Regions from separate parts of the Mus musculus genome. Here region 2 is linked to region 1. The links are chromatin contacts, called in public ChIA-PET maps. All regions are on one chromosome and are shown on one strand. Each heading gives the region's core, a stretch centred on a gene start, on an enhancer-like site or on the middle of the called end of the contact. The rest is flanking DNA. Distances are from core to core; before and after follow the strand shown.

Evidence for each region. ChIA-PET counts read pairs in DNA pulled down with a chosen protein or histone mark.
Region 2: an RNA polymerase II ChIA-PET map of memory CD8 T cells shows a contact between it and region 1, with 12 read pairs. The contact joins two enhancer-like sites.

What each region holds. Positions count from the first base shown.
Region 1 is chr14:27,227,582-27,234,683 of GRCm38.p6, reverse strand. It overlaps a transcript of Arhgef3 not described here. Among named protein-coding and RNA genes, the nearest start is that of Gm34848, 35 kb to the left of the region's middle. Within about 2 kb of position 3,718, at least 163 of the 459 cell types and tissues checked have an H3K27ac peak or open chromatin away from gene starts, as enhancers often do. A contact at or near this core is called in memory CD8 T cells, where this site is marked.
Region 2 is chr14:27,559,746-27,566,847 of GRCm38.p6, reverse strand. No RefSeq gene overlaps it. Among named protein-coding and RNA genes, the nearest start is that of Gm25697, 35 kb to the right of the region's middle. Within about 2 kb of position 4,072, at least 95 of the 459 cell types and tissues checked have an H3K27ac peak or open chromatin away from gene starts, as enhancers often do. A contact at or near this core is called in memory CD8 T cells, where this site is marked.

The sequences.
Region 1 (7,102 bases), core at 2,469-4,968:
TCACTGCCTCCTGGGGAAAGACATCCTCCTTTCAAAGCCCCACTTTACAGTGGTTCAAGATAAATCCTAACAGATTAGAGAGAAATTTAGAAAATAAAACCAGGAAGCTGTGGAGGCCCAGGCTCCTGTGGTTTGCTATTTTCCTTCACCTTGAGGTGGTGATTCATTTGTTTCAACATGGGAAACTACCACGAGGCACTTTCTGTGTAGACACTGGTGGCTGTGTTCCCACGCCTGTTCAATAACTAGACTTCTAGCTGAGACCCTACCACCACACTTCTTGGTATCGTGGGGACAAAGGCTGCTTCTCTTGTGTGGCTCATCTATGCAGCTGCCAGCATCTCCTGATGAGAGGCTCCATCCAGGCAGCCTCCTCCAAAGGTATCACAAGCAATAGATTTACTGGGGCTGTGAGAACTTCATTTGCATAAGATATTGGTCACGTTTCAGTAAAATTCTATCTTTACTAGAAATGAAAAAATGGGCTGGTGAGATGGCTTAGTGGGTAAAACCACTTGTGGCCAAAACCTGATGACCCAAATTTGATCCCCAGAACCCATGTGAAAAATGTGTGTGGTGACTGAGATCTTAAATCCTAGCACTCTTACTGAGAGACCGGAGGTAGAAACAGGAGAATTGCCCAGAAATTTGAGGGTCAACCAGCCTGGAGTACACAGAACACTAGAGACAATGAAAGAGGCTCTGCCTCACCAAAATGAAAGCTGAGAACAGATTTCTGAAAGTGTCCTCTGACTTTCACATACATATGCCTACACACACACACACACACACACACACACAGAGAGAGAGAGAGAGAGAGATGATAATAAATAAACAAAAAAGGTAGCAAATACTATATGTGGTGACACATGTCTGTTACAGCAGCACTCTGGGGCGGAGGTATCTTACATTTTAGGACAGCATGGTCTCCTGAACGAGACTCTGATGGAGTGGAGGAGCAGGAAGAGGGTGAGGGGGAAGAAGGAAGAGAGGTGACAAGAAAAGAAACTTAGCAAATTATAGTGTTTCTTCCATTTGAAATTCATTGCATTCTGTAATCTCTTCCTTTGTGTATGAGACACTAAAGACACCACAGAATCTAAAGCATCAGAAGACAGCCTTGGGATGTCCCTGTGCACCTGAAGTTACACAGAAGTTCCCACAATTCTGCCTGATGAGTTACAGAAGGGGACATAAAGTGATCAGTGCAGAAATGGGATGCTAGTAATGACCGAAATGTAAAATGATTACCATTGATTTAACCAACACCTAACATTGGAAAAGTAACAGGCCTTAGATTTCTGAGATGGTTGCCAAATTCGGGTACAAGAAGAGGAAACCAAGTTTTTATGCCATGGTTGGAGGGAGGAACCACAAGTGTCTGTGATGGGGTCATCCTGGCAGAGGGGCATCACCACATCGAGCCAGTGAGAATTAAGGACGTCGGAGGATGCCGAGCCTGGGTGTTTACTTGTGGTCAGCTCCTTTCACTGAATGTCTCTCGATCTACTTTTTACTGCTGCAAACACAACTTGGGCAGCTATACCCCTTGATTTACTATGAGTTATGGGGGAGGGGAGGGCAGGCCTCTAGATGCCACCCAAAAACTGGATATAGGTGACTTAACTGTAGAGATTCAGACCAAGCCCTGCTCAGTGCCCCAGCCCAACAAGATTACAAAATAAATGGAAAGCACGTGGGAACAGACCTGGCTGCCCAAGGTCAAGAACAAATAAATAAGAAACTCTTCATCTACAGTTTCAACCCAAGAACTAAAAATAAATGGTGCCTTGACACGGGATCCTTACAGATGGCTAACCTGCCTAGTCTTCTGGGCTTATCTTGCCAGTTTTGCTCTGAGCTATTATTTGTATGCTGTACTTTTTCTCTCTCTAAACAAATCGGAACCTTTATAACCAAATTCCTCGCATTATTTGGCAATTGATACTGTTGTGGCTTGAGTCTGAAATATCCCCCAGAGGCTCATGGTTTGGGCACGGATCTATTTTAGGAGGTTGCGGAACCTAGACCAAGGAAGGAGACCACTAGCGGAGGGGTGGGGCTTCAGGGCTATCTCAGCCAATCCTCCCCTTCCCCAAGTTTCTCTGCTTCCGGGTCCACCAGGCTAGGAACAGCCTCTATCACGTGCTCCCACGGCCACAGCCTGGGTGATTCTTCTGTACCATCATTACCACGAGGGACTGGAACCCACTGAAACAGTAAACCAAAACCAGAACCTTCCCTGCCTTAAGTTGTCTTTGTCTGATGCGGTCGCAGCAACCTAGAAATAATACAGATGCCCAGGGAACTGCTCTACAGTCTTGCCCGTGCGGGAGCTTTTGCAAAGCGGCCCTTTTGATTTCTATCTTCGAACACGAGCCTCCTCCATGCAGCTCTTCCAAGGCCTGTCAAGTCCTCTTGGTTAGCCTCGCCGTTAAAAGTGAACCCCTTGCGGGTTACTGACCTCCGCTCGGTTCTTTGGAAGAGAAAAGGTTTACACGAATGGAGCTGATCTCTATCAGCCAGAGAACTTCCTTACTTGGAAATGGCACTTACTATTTGTCAGTCTACTGCCAAATCAAGTTACGAGTGGAAAGGCCGAACGTGGGGGTGAGGATGGCATTTTTGAAGCTTCTACTGAATAATAATAACCAGGAGGATTTTTAAGAAGAAATTTGCTTAGGTCAGAAAAACAACTTTACGTTTTAATGTTCTGGGTCAAACTATGTAACAAAGCAAAAGTCATTTTTACTACAAAGTTTCTCCTCCGTTTTTTCAGGTATACTTAAAACAATCAGGGCATTTCTTTCATGTGTGTGTGTTCCTTGACCCACATAGGGCAATCACTTCTCTCCTTCCTCCATAATGTGGGTTCTGTGTACGAAACCGGGGCAGTCAGGCTCCCTCGCCTTTACCCACTGAGCCATCTCCTCAGCCCCTCCCTCCCTATAGTAACTTTAGCTACAGCCGCCTGCCAGGGCTAGGAAAAGCAGTAAGATGTGATGGGCTGGGCCCGGTACTGCTTGGTAAGACACTTCACTTCTGCAACCTGAGTTTTCTCATGTGTAGAACACATGTAATGGTGCCTTCCTTTCTCAACAACGTGTGGGAAGTCCTACAGGACACTGACTGACGTGTGTGAAGGCAGAGCAAACCGTGTAAGGACACCAGGGGTCCTCACATTCTATTTTTGTATAGGTTTAAATATTTCTGTTACTTTTAAAAAAAAATATTTTTACTTCTTTTCAAAGTGAAGAAAATGTATCCTCTTTTAAATTCTGTTTGATTCTGATCTGCTTGTTTGTGGTGGGGTCTAATGTGATAGCCCAGCATGGCTTTGCACTTGGAATTCTCCTGCCTCGACCTTTTGGGCACCCATATTTATTCATCACTGTGTCCATCTGAAGAGTTCAAGAATTCTACAAAAACATCCTCAAGAAAATACCAAGATATTAAGATGCACTCTGTCTCCATGATGCACAGCACCCTGATAGTCTAACAGTAAAGTACTTTTCTCCTTTTTAAAATGTGTGATTGGGTGCATCTGAAGAATAAAAATTGCTACTTTCACCTCCTTAAATCAGAATTGTAAAGGAGTCACCAATACTGGGAAACAGCACACCAGCCGGATGCTGGGGAGAGGTCTAAGTGTCTACACAAGGGATAATGCCGTCCTTACTGGAGGCCTAGCACCTGCTCCCACATAGGCCTCTCCCAGGACGCTGCCTCTTTAAGAGAGACTTCCTGGTGAGGCAGAGATTTCCGAATGCAGCTTCCTGGAGACCACATACATAAACAATAAACTCTGCTGAAGAACTGCAAATAGACAATACAGCCCATGCTGCGGCTGGAGCGGCTGGAACACGAACCAATTATGAGGGCTGACAATAGCCAGGGCATTCCATGAGGAATGCAGATCTGTGATAAACACAGGGAAACAAGTTACCCAAACACTATACACCTGCACGCAGTGAACGGATTTTTAAAAACACGGAGCCTGACCTCTCATACCAGAGAGAAATGGTTGCCTCCAGAGTCAGGGCTGTTTTTTAAATTATCATCGGCCAGGAAGAAAGCAGCCAAAACTCTTCTCAGAGCCCCGCCACACACTAAGTGCACACTCAAGAGAACACGTGTTTCCAGGCTGACCGGCGAGGCCTGGGACATCTCTAACAGCCAAGCGTGTGTGGGGTTGCCCTATAGTTGAACTCCCTTCCTGGGCCTGGGGAGCCCCCAGCTCAGAAACCAGAGCCCAAGTCCTACTAAAGAAGACAAACACTGCCCACTCATTTCCCAGCCTTCCTTGAAGCCAGAGCACCGGAGTACTAGCCAGGCTCAGCCAATTAGGTACTGCCATCGGAGGCCTAGGTCAGGAGCTGGGAGGCGGGGCAGCCAGGACACTGCAGGGCTAGTTGTGTGGGGGTCATAGGGGATCATCGTTAGCAGGGGTTGTGAGGGCAGATTGGAAGCTATGTTTTATTGTCAGGGCCGGGGTTATAAAAGTGACATCTTCCCCACCCAGAGACAGGTGTCCTTAGGACAATTGTTAGTGGTGTTATCTGGGGCTGTTCCTGATTTCCTGATCCTTCCCAGTCTCTGTGAGCGAGCGAGCGAGCGAGCGACCAACCGTGAATTCACTTTCTATTTAACAGAACTACATCTCTTGCTAAGGGGCTAGTTCCTGAACACAGTTCTGTGAGGCAGTCCCGAAGTTAAGAGCACAGAGTAGCTCTGAGCTCCAGTATGGAATGGCTTCTCTCACACTTACACTGCCTCCTGACCTTATGCCCTGTATCGGTTGGTCTCTGATTCCTCCTGGACTTTATCTTCTTCTGCCTTCCTTCCCCACCCCCACCCCCAGCCCCAGCCCCCAATCTGAGGTCACACGGCCTGTTTCTCATCAGGCTCCTTCCTGTCTCCGGGTCTGTGCACCTGCTATTCCTCTTCAGGAAACTCCACCCCAGCTCGTCACAGAGCAGGCAGCATCCTCACTGTGTAACATCAACTCATGGGAGGCCCCGACCGACCAACAGACAGACCAGGCTGTCCAAAGGACTTTGCTCCCCACCCCAGCTCTTAGTTCCCTGTCAAGATACCTGTTGATTTCCTTTGCAGAACTTACCACATCCTGTGATTAATTCATTTCAGATGACAGTAGCAAACACCACTGCCTGGGGACCTTCTACTCGCCAGACGGCAGGCGAAGTTCCCTTGATTCCAGGCTACTCAGTGATTTCATAGAGGTTACTGACACTCTCTAGGCTCAGAAAGGTTAAAGGAGTTGTCCCAAGAGCTAGGCTTGCCAGAGATGAACAAAAACTTAACGTGGATTTGCATCATGGTGCTTCTCACCACAGTGCTCCCACAGACACCAGGTGAACGAGGACCAATTGTGTCACAGCTGGTGGAACTTTGAACCTGGTACTCCAGATCGCAGCCTCCTCTTGCACACAGACACACACACACACAGACACACACACACACAGACACACACACACACTGACACCTTCCACCCCTGCCGGCATTCAGTCTAGCACCCACATGCCTCCCAGGGAAGAACTGTATCCTGATTTGGGTAGAGATGGGGCTCACTTTCCCCAGTCAAGAGAAACAGGCTCCAAGGGTGGGTGTGCATGAACACCTCAGAAGAATTCACAGCCAGCCAGATGGGATGCAAACCGGCAAACAACACTTTCAATGTTCTTGAAGAATTCTGAAGCCTGAAGAAGCCAGGAGCAATCTTCAGGCCCTCCCCAGGGGAAATAAATGCCTTCAAGGACTGTGCCAGGGCTGAGAACTGCTAGGGTGAAAAGAGGAGTCAAGACAAGAGAGTGAGGGACAGTGACAGCCCAGCTCATTGAGGGAACCAGTTAGTCAGAGGACCTGCAGAAGGGAACAAGAAAAGACTGGGGTACAGAGAATTGGGATCAAGGTAGAGATTCCACCTCTCCCTGGAGGAAACAAACCAGCTGGGGTGGTCCAGAATGGCTGTACAATCAGGTAGAAACTAACTTTGTCAAGGACAAGGACAAGGTCATGGCTGTACAATACTGGTCTAATGCTGGTAGGGTTGGTAGTCATCTCCTCTATATCTTTAATTCTACAGGCATAAGTGTGTCATCTAAAAACTGTATTCATGATTTAAAAAAGAAAAGAAGTCCCTTTTCAGTCTCCTGGCTCCCTTTCCCTGCAGAAGGAGCCAGGCAAGGTCCTCCCGCCAGCAGCACAGCTGTCCCTCTGGGGATGGGGAGCTACACAGAGCTCTGAAGTGGGTGATTTATGGAGAAGACCAGGAGTCACGTGCTTCTTGATGACAGTCACACCTGCCAAAACTCCCAAAGACCCACCTCAGGCTCATGTCATCTTTAAGAGCAAAAGCTGCTTGCTGCTTTCCTAACAGTGTAGTTTGGACACAAAAGATCTCCCGTGCTGAACAGACATCTGGGGGCTGTGGGAAGGGAGCCCACCATGACCCTCTGTGATGTTGTATTTCAAGAATTCCTTCCCTGGGGAGGTGTAACACTGTCTATCTCTCCTTACAAAGTGCCAATAGCAAAGCAAAGTAGGATTCCACCAGAGTTCAACTGGGGAGACAAGGAGGTACTAGGGTCTTAAAGCAAGGATAAGGAGTTCCCTCTAATTACATGGGTGACCTGAAAGCAGCTGCACTGCAAAGTCTTTATTCAGCACAGGTGACAGCTTCCCATAACCACAAGATCAATGTCCCTTCAGTTAACTACCTCCTATATATGCCAATACCACATAGAAGACTTCCGACCGCATCAACCTACTGAAGGTAGGTTAGGCAGAACTGGTTAGGGCAGAACTGCATACAAATGGCTAGAAGGAGCAAATGGAATCTCAGGGTCACTGGACCCTCCCCACCAGCTCTTTCTAGAAGGGAAATCTCAACAGCCAACAAGCCAACAGAACAACCTGTCTGGTGAATATAGGGGCTGATTTGCCACAATAAAAAGTCATTATAAGGCCAAGCATGCCTTGAATCCCAGCACTCAGGTCACAAGGCAGATGGATCTCTGCATTTGAGGCCAGCCTGGCTAACATAGTGAGTTCCAGGAACAGCCAGAGCTACATAGAGAGA
Region 2 (7,102 bases), core at 2,823-5,322, 330 kb before region 1:
GATCCATCAGTATATACTATAATCCCATCTTTGAGTGGTTCCATAGTTGTTACTTGTGGAAACACAATAGCCTGATTTAGGGCAAACTGTAAAATTGGATGTTTTGGATAATGATTGTCAATCTGTCCTGAAAAGGAGGTGACTAAAACTGCCCAATCATTAGATGTAGCTGCCAAGGTTTGAACTTGTGTAGCAGTATAAGGCACAATTAAGAAATTAGGATCTCGTCCGAAATGAGTGATGGCTGCTTTTATCCCTCGGAACACAAGCTGCGCAACTGCATTCGGATACCAATCTATTATTTTAGCAGGAGATGCATTTGGATGAACCCATAATAAAGGTCCATGTTGCCACAAAACTGCAGTTGGCAACTGAGCTGTCTTAAAGACACACAAATTAAAAGGCTGTGACTCATCAATGTGCTGTAATTGAGCCTTTTGCAAGGCATTTTCTACCTTTTGTAAAGCCTGATTAGCGGCAAAAGTAAGAGTCTTAGGGGAGGAGATATGAGAATCCCCTTCCAGAATATCAAATAAAGGTTTTAACTCAGCCGAGGAAATCTTTAGAAATGGTCTCAGCCAATTTATATCTCCCAACAATTTTTGAAAATCATTTAAGGTGTGTAAATGATCTCTGCGAATCTCTAGTTTTTGAGGAGTTATTCTAGTGGGGGATATAATAGACCCCAAAAATGTGCCCACTTCTGAAATTTGCACCTTTTCTGCTGCTATTTGTAATCCCCATTGTGCCAATATCTGTATCAAAAATGGGTAGGATTCTTGCAAGTTTGTCATATCCTTGTGTGAAAGAAGAATGTCATCCATATAATGTATGACAAGCAAGGTGGGGGAACCGATGTCTTACAGGCTCCAAAGCTGCTTGTACAAAAAGTTGACATATAGTAGGACTATTTGCCATGCCCTGAGGGAGTACCTTCCACTGAAATCGCTTATCAGGCTCCATACGGTTAAGGGCTGGACCAGTAAAGGCAAATCGTGGCCTATCTTGAGGACACAAAGGTATAGAGAAAAAGCAATCTTTAATATCTAGAATAACAACTTTCCAATATCTGGGTAGGGCAGATAATAAGGGCAATCCCCGTTGAATGGAGCCAAAAAGGTTCATTTGGGCATTAATTGCTCTGAGATCATGAAGAAGCCTCCAATTTCCTGATTTTTTTCTTAATTACGAAAATAGGTGTATTCCAGGGTGAGGTAGAGGGTTCTAAATGACCCAAGCATAGCTGTTCAGAGACCAGTTTTGTGGCTGCTTCTAATTTTTCAGAGGAGAGAGGCCATTGAGGAACCCATACAACTTCCTCTGTAAGCCATGGTATGGGCATAGAGCCCCCAACGGCCCTTAGAAAAAACCCAAACCTTGTCTCCCTTTATTACCTTCTTGAGGGATAGGTTCAAGTCTACCCTGCTCTCCTTTCCCTAATCCCTTTCCTTTTTTGTAACCCATTTTACTCATGGTTTTAACAGCTTGTGTAGAATACTCATTTGTTAAGGTCAGGCCCATTTCTGAGAGAACATCTCTTCCCCAAAGATTGACTGGTAATGGAAGGACATAAGGGGTAAATAAGCCTCTCTGTCCCTCCAGAGTCTGCCACTCCAATTGTGTAGAACTGATTGTAGGACATGATTGATATCCCAGGCCCTGTAGCGAGTGGGAAGATTTATCTACAGGCCAGGCCCGAGGCCACCAATGTGAGGAGATGATGCTCTTATCGGCCCCTGTATCCATAATTCCCTGAAAGTCTTTACCATTGATTGTTAAATGCAGCGTGGGTCTATTATTTAGTGGCATAATTAGATATGCTGCATCTTGGCCAGAAGAGCCCATATGATTGCTTCCATGTGTTTGTGTTCTTTCCTCTCTCCCTGTGGGCAATAGGATCATTTGTGCAATTCTATCTCCTGATGTAATGGAGAGAATTCCTTGAGGGCAGGAGCAAAGGACCTGGATTTCTTGTAAATGGTGATGATCTACTATTCCAGGATAAACTATAAGTCCTTACATAGTCAGCGATCCTCGCCCTATTATCAGGCCCACTGTTCCTGAAGGTAAGGGTTCCGGGGCCTCAACTGGAATAGGCTGAACATTCATTTGTGGCATGAGTAGGAAGTCGGTGGTGGAATGCAGGTCCACTGATGCGATTCCTTGGGGTTCATTTCCTCTAAGTTGCTCTGGCTTTTGATAAACCGATTCCCATATTTGTGAGGGCTCTGGGATCGGGGGCCCACAACCCCGTTTTTTGGTAGGCGGTTGTCAGATTCATTGATTGGGGGCAGGAGCCTCCCCTTCATATCGCGAATTGAGCAGCATTCACTAGCTTTGTGATAACCCTTCCCACAACGAGAGCAAAGAGTAGCCACCCGGGCCCGCTCTGGGAGGGAGCAGTTTTTCTTTAGGTGGCCTATCTTTCCACAGTTAAAACAAGCTCTTTGTTTGCTGGTAGAGGGGCGCTTTTGTGATTGTAATATGGCTGCAGCCAGTCCTGCATTAGTAAGTGGACCTCCTAGCTCTCTACATACCCTAAGCCAATCTTGCAATCCCTTGTTTTTTCTTGGCGTGATTGCATTCCTGCATTCCTGCATTCCTGTGTGGCCTGCTCATAAATGAGCTGTTCAATTAACGGCATGGCCTGTTCAGGGTCTCCAAAAACTCTTCCTGTGGCCTCTGTCATTCTCACTACAAAGTCTGAGAACGGCTCCTGGGGGCCCTGGATAATCTTTGTAAGGTGGCCTCCAGCTTCTCCCTTTCTTGTAAGAGCTTTCCAAGCCTTAATGGCAGCCGCTGATATTTGAGCATATGCTCCCCAATGATAATTAGTCTGATTGGCAGCATACTGTCCTTGGCCTGTTAATAATTCAAAAGTCTATTGCCTCTGATTATCATCTTCTGCCACAGCATTAATTCTTGCCTGATTCTGGGCAGCATCGTACCACAATGCTTTCCATTCCATGTATTGTCCCATATTAGGTAGAGTGGCCTTAACTGTCATTTGCCAGTCTGCCAGAGTCATTGCTACATTGGCAAATCTCTCAACCTGTACTAAGGTGAAGTTGGCATTGACTCCATAATTACGGACAGATTCGGCAAGTTCCTTAATTTGTTGATATTCTACAGGAGCATGTATGCGTCCTGCACTGTCTCCAGCATCGAAAACTGGAAAAGCCATCTGAATCTTTTTAATTCCTCCTGAGGCAGAAAGGAACTAGCACCATATCTTGATTCATATGGTGGAGGCGCTGAGGGATTGGGTGATGGCTGTATGCCCCCCCCCCTTTTATTAACTTTTTGCTGTACTCTTTGATCAGGGCCATACTTTTCCTCTTCATATCTTGCTGCTTCCTCTTCTAATTCTGCCTCTTCACTAGGGTCTAAATCATCAGAATCTGAGCTATCAAGTTCTAGGGCTTCTAGCTCTCAGGTGGGATAAATATTACTAAGTATACCTGTAGGGGGCACGTTTTCACCTTCCCCTTTTTTCACTCCCCCCTTTTCTAACTTCCAGGGAGGTCCTTTTTCCTTAGACATGTCTTTTTTCTTTTTATGAGCTCCTAATCTCTCGCTCCGTTCGGTTTCTGACATGCTGTCCTGAACCTTCTCTAACGTTTCTTGTCCCTCAACCACTGCAGGTTGGCAGGTCTCATCTTCTAAGCAGTTCTTTATTAATTTCCAAATTGCCTTAGTGCCTAGGTGTAAGTCTCCTTCCTCAAATTTTCTATCTAGGTCTCTTCCTAGTTTATTCCACGAGGCTGTGGTCAGGGAACCTGTTCCACGAGGCTGTGGTCAGGGAACCTGAACAAGCATACCATGGGGCAACACGGTCAATCTCTTTGACAAAATTTTGTAGAGTGTGTGTGGCAATCTTGAGGTCTCTCTGCTTAAGGACAATTTGCAGTGCATTTACAATTGACTGTGATGACCCCATTGTGCCTGCGGTTTATCTACATCTGATTTAAGGCACACTGAAGCAGAAAGTGAAAGTAAAATGCCATGCTCCGTTTCAAAAGCAGAAGTCCGTCCCTGAAGCAGAAGTCTGCTCTCAAAGCAGAAGTCTGCTCCCGGAGCAGAAGTGAAAGTAAAGTGCCATGGTCCGCTCTCTTATCTACCAGAGACTGACTGAGCTTGACAGTGCTGCCACTTATTTACGTGGGACTGACCGCACCTCAAGGCCAACACCAACCACGATAAACACAATAAGGCACCAGGAGAAAGAAAACAAATGCCAGGGTTACAAAAACCAAAGCTTCTACCGACCCATCCCGCGGTGTTTCTAGATTGAGACCAAAGTCAAAGGGAACAACAGGCTCACAATCAGACATATCTCTCCGAACTTACCTTTCACTGCAGTTCTGGACCCGCCCCGTTTCCGGGGGGCCTCCTCAGTGCCGGCAATGTTGTAGAATTCCTGGGATTTCAGCACCAGATGTCCCTGTGTGATAAAGAGTCTCGCCAGCGAGGACACAAACACAGGACACACTCAGATCCTTTTGCAGCAAAGCTTTAATGCATCTCGAGAGAAAGATGATCAGCTTCTGGGGAGGAGACCCAGAACACAGGAAACTCGGTCCTTAAATAGACCACAAAAGCAGTTGGAGACATATTTCACCCTGACTGGTTGCTCACCATCAGTCCAGATGACGCCACGGGACAGGCAGGGCACAAGGAATGGAAAAATACACCAGCACATGCGCAGACTACTTGTTTACCAGTTAGAACACCAGATATCAGCGCCATCTTGTAATGGCGATTGCAAGGGCGGCTCCTCACAGTCTGGGAGGAAGAGAGAAAGATTACACCCATAGAGAATCTAGGCAAGGAGATCTCGAGGGTAAGGAAGAGCAAAGCTTCAGCAGACTCAGGAGAGACGGATGAGAGTGGCAAATGAAGAGATCGACAGTGAGGAGAGGTGGAAATAGAGATGAAGAGGATTAGAGAGAGGTCTGAGATGAGAGAGGCAGGCAAGAGAAAGGGTTGCTAGATAGAAATAGGAAGCATGATGGGAAGAAGAACAAAGCCAGAACCAGAGATGTGCAGTGAGACATAAGGATAAACCAGGGTAGAGGGAGAGGATGGGGACATGATAACTGGACAACATGCAAAGGAAGCAAAGACAAGGAGGAGGAACAAAGGGATAGAGAGAGAGAAAACATTGTATGAGATCTCCATTACAGTCAGGAAAACAGGAGCAAAGAGAGGTAAATAACAAAGACTAGAGACTAGCAAGGTGGCACATGCTGATAATGCTAGCACTTAGAAATGATAAGTAGAAGGAACAGGAAGGCAGGGAATTAAAAAGGGATAATAGACAAGAGAGAAACTTGCATAAAATACTGGCCACAGTAGTCAGGGAAACTAGAGAGTTTAGTAAGACAGTACCAGGCAACTGCAGAGAGCTTTGGCTAAAGATCAATGTCTTTACTGTAAAGAAAAAGGACACTGAGCAAGAAGAAGAAGAGGGGCAACGGTGGCCTTCTGAAGCTAGAAAAGAGACTGTGTTTCATATCCCCCCCCCCCCACCGACCAGTTCAAGAAAAGTTAGAGAGTTTCTGGGCACTGCGGGCTTTTGTAGACTGTGGATTCCAGGTTTTGCTGAATTAGTGGACCCACTTTACCCCCTCACAAGAGATAAACAGTCCTTTGTATGGGGAAGTAAAGAACAACAAGCCTTCGATGCCATTTGACTGCCATAATGTCGGTCCCACCTTTAGGCCTTCTGGATATGACTAAGCCCTTCCATCTATTTGTGGCTGAGAACAAAGGTATTGCCAAAGGGATTCTTACTCAGAGATTGGGGTCCTGGAGAAGACCTGCAGCATAGTTATCAAAAAAATTAGACCTTGTGGCTGCAGGATGGCCTGCTTGTCTGCGCATGGTGGCTTCTGTGACATTGGTCAAGGATGCAGATAAATTGACTCTGGGGCAGAACTTGGTAATCTCAGCACTGCACAACCTAAAAAGTGTAGCTCATCAGCCCCCCTAATTGATGGTTGACTAACATTTGCATGACACATTACCAGACTCCATTGCTCAACTCCGATAGAGTCACTTCTCCCCCCCAACACCACCCCCCACCCCGCAAGTATGAACTCAGCTTCTCTGCCCCAGACCCAGACATAGAGGACCGTGTCCATGACTGTCAGCAAGTTCTTGCCAAGGCACATGGGTGACATAAAGATTTGACAGACCAGCCACTAGAGGGCGCAGATGTTACCTGGTTCACAGACAGGAAGGAGCAGCTATCTAGAAGAAGGGAAGAGACATGCACATGCTAGAGAAGCTGAGGTAGACAGACACCAAGTTATCTGGATACAGGCCCTGCCAGAGGACATGTTGGAACAAAAGGTGGAACTGATCACTAAGGCCTTGGAATTAGGAAAAGGAAAAAGACTCAACATCATCCACTGTCCTAGTCACCAGAAGAGAGATACCATGATAGCAAGGGACAACAACATGGCAGACTGAGAGGCATGAGTAGTTGCATCCATGGCCCTGCTGGTGCTCCTGGCAACAGAGCCTGAAAACCCCATCCCTGAGTTTACCTACATAGCAGAGAACTTAGCCCTCATTTCCAAAGATCCCAGTCACCAGTTCAACAAAAATAAGAGACTGTGGTACACCTCTGGGGAAAAGAAAATCCTGCCACAAAGACAAGCAGAGGCTATGATCAACAGATGCATCAGTGGACTCACTTAGGGGTAAGCAAGCTCATCCAGACATTTTCCAAGACTAAGTACCATGTACCAGGTTTAAAACACCTTTTGGAGCAGGTGATGCACAAGTGTGTGTCCTGCCAAAAAGTCAATGTCTACCATACCACGGTGGATCCAAGAAAGAGGTACTGGGGAAACAGACCCAGCATCTACTAGGAGGTAGACTTTACTGAGGAAAATATGGGTATAAATACCTTTTGGCTTTTGTGGATATGTTCTCGAGATAGGTAGAAGCTTTTCCCTGTAAAAATGAGACTGATCAGATGGTCATCAAGAAGATTATTTCCAAGATTTGGAGTGCCAAAAGCAATAGGGTCAGATAATGGCCCTGCCTTTGTTGCCCAGGTAAGTCAGGGCATGGCCAAGTATTTAGAGGT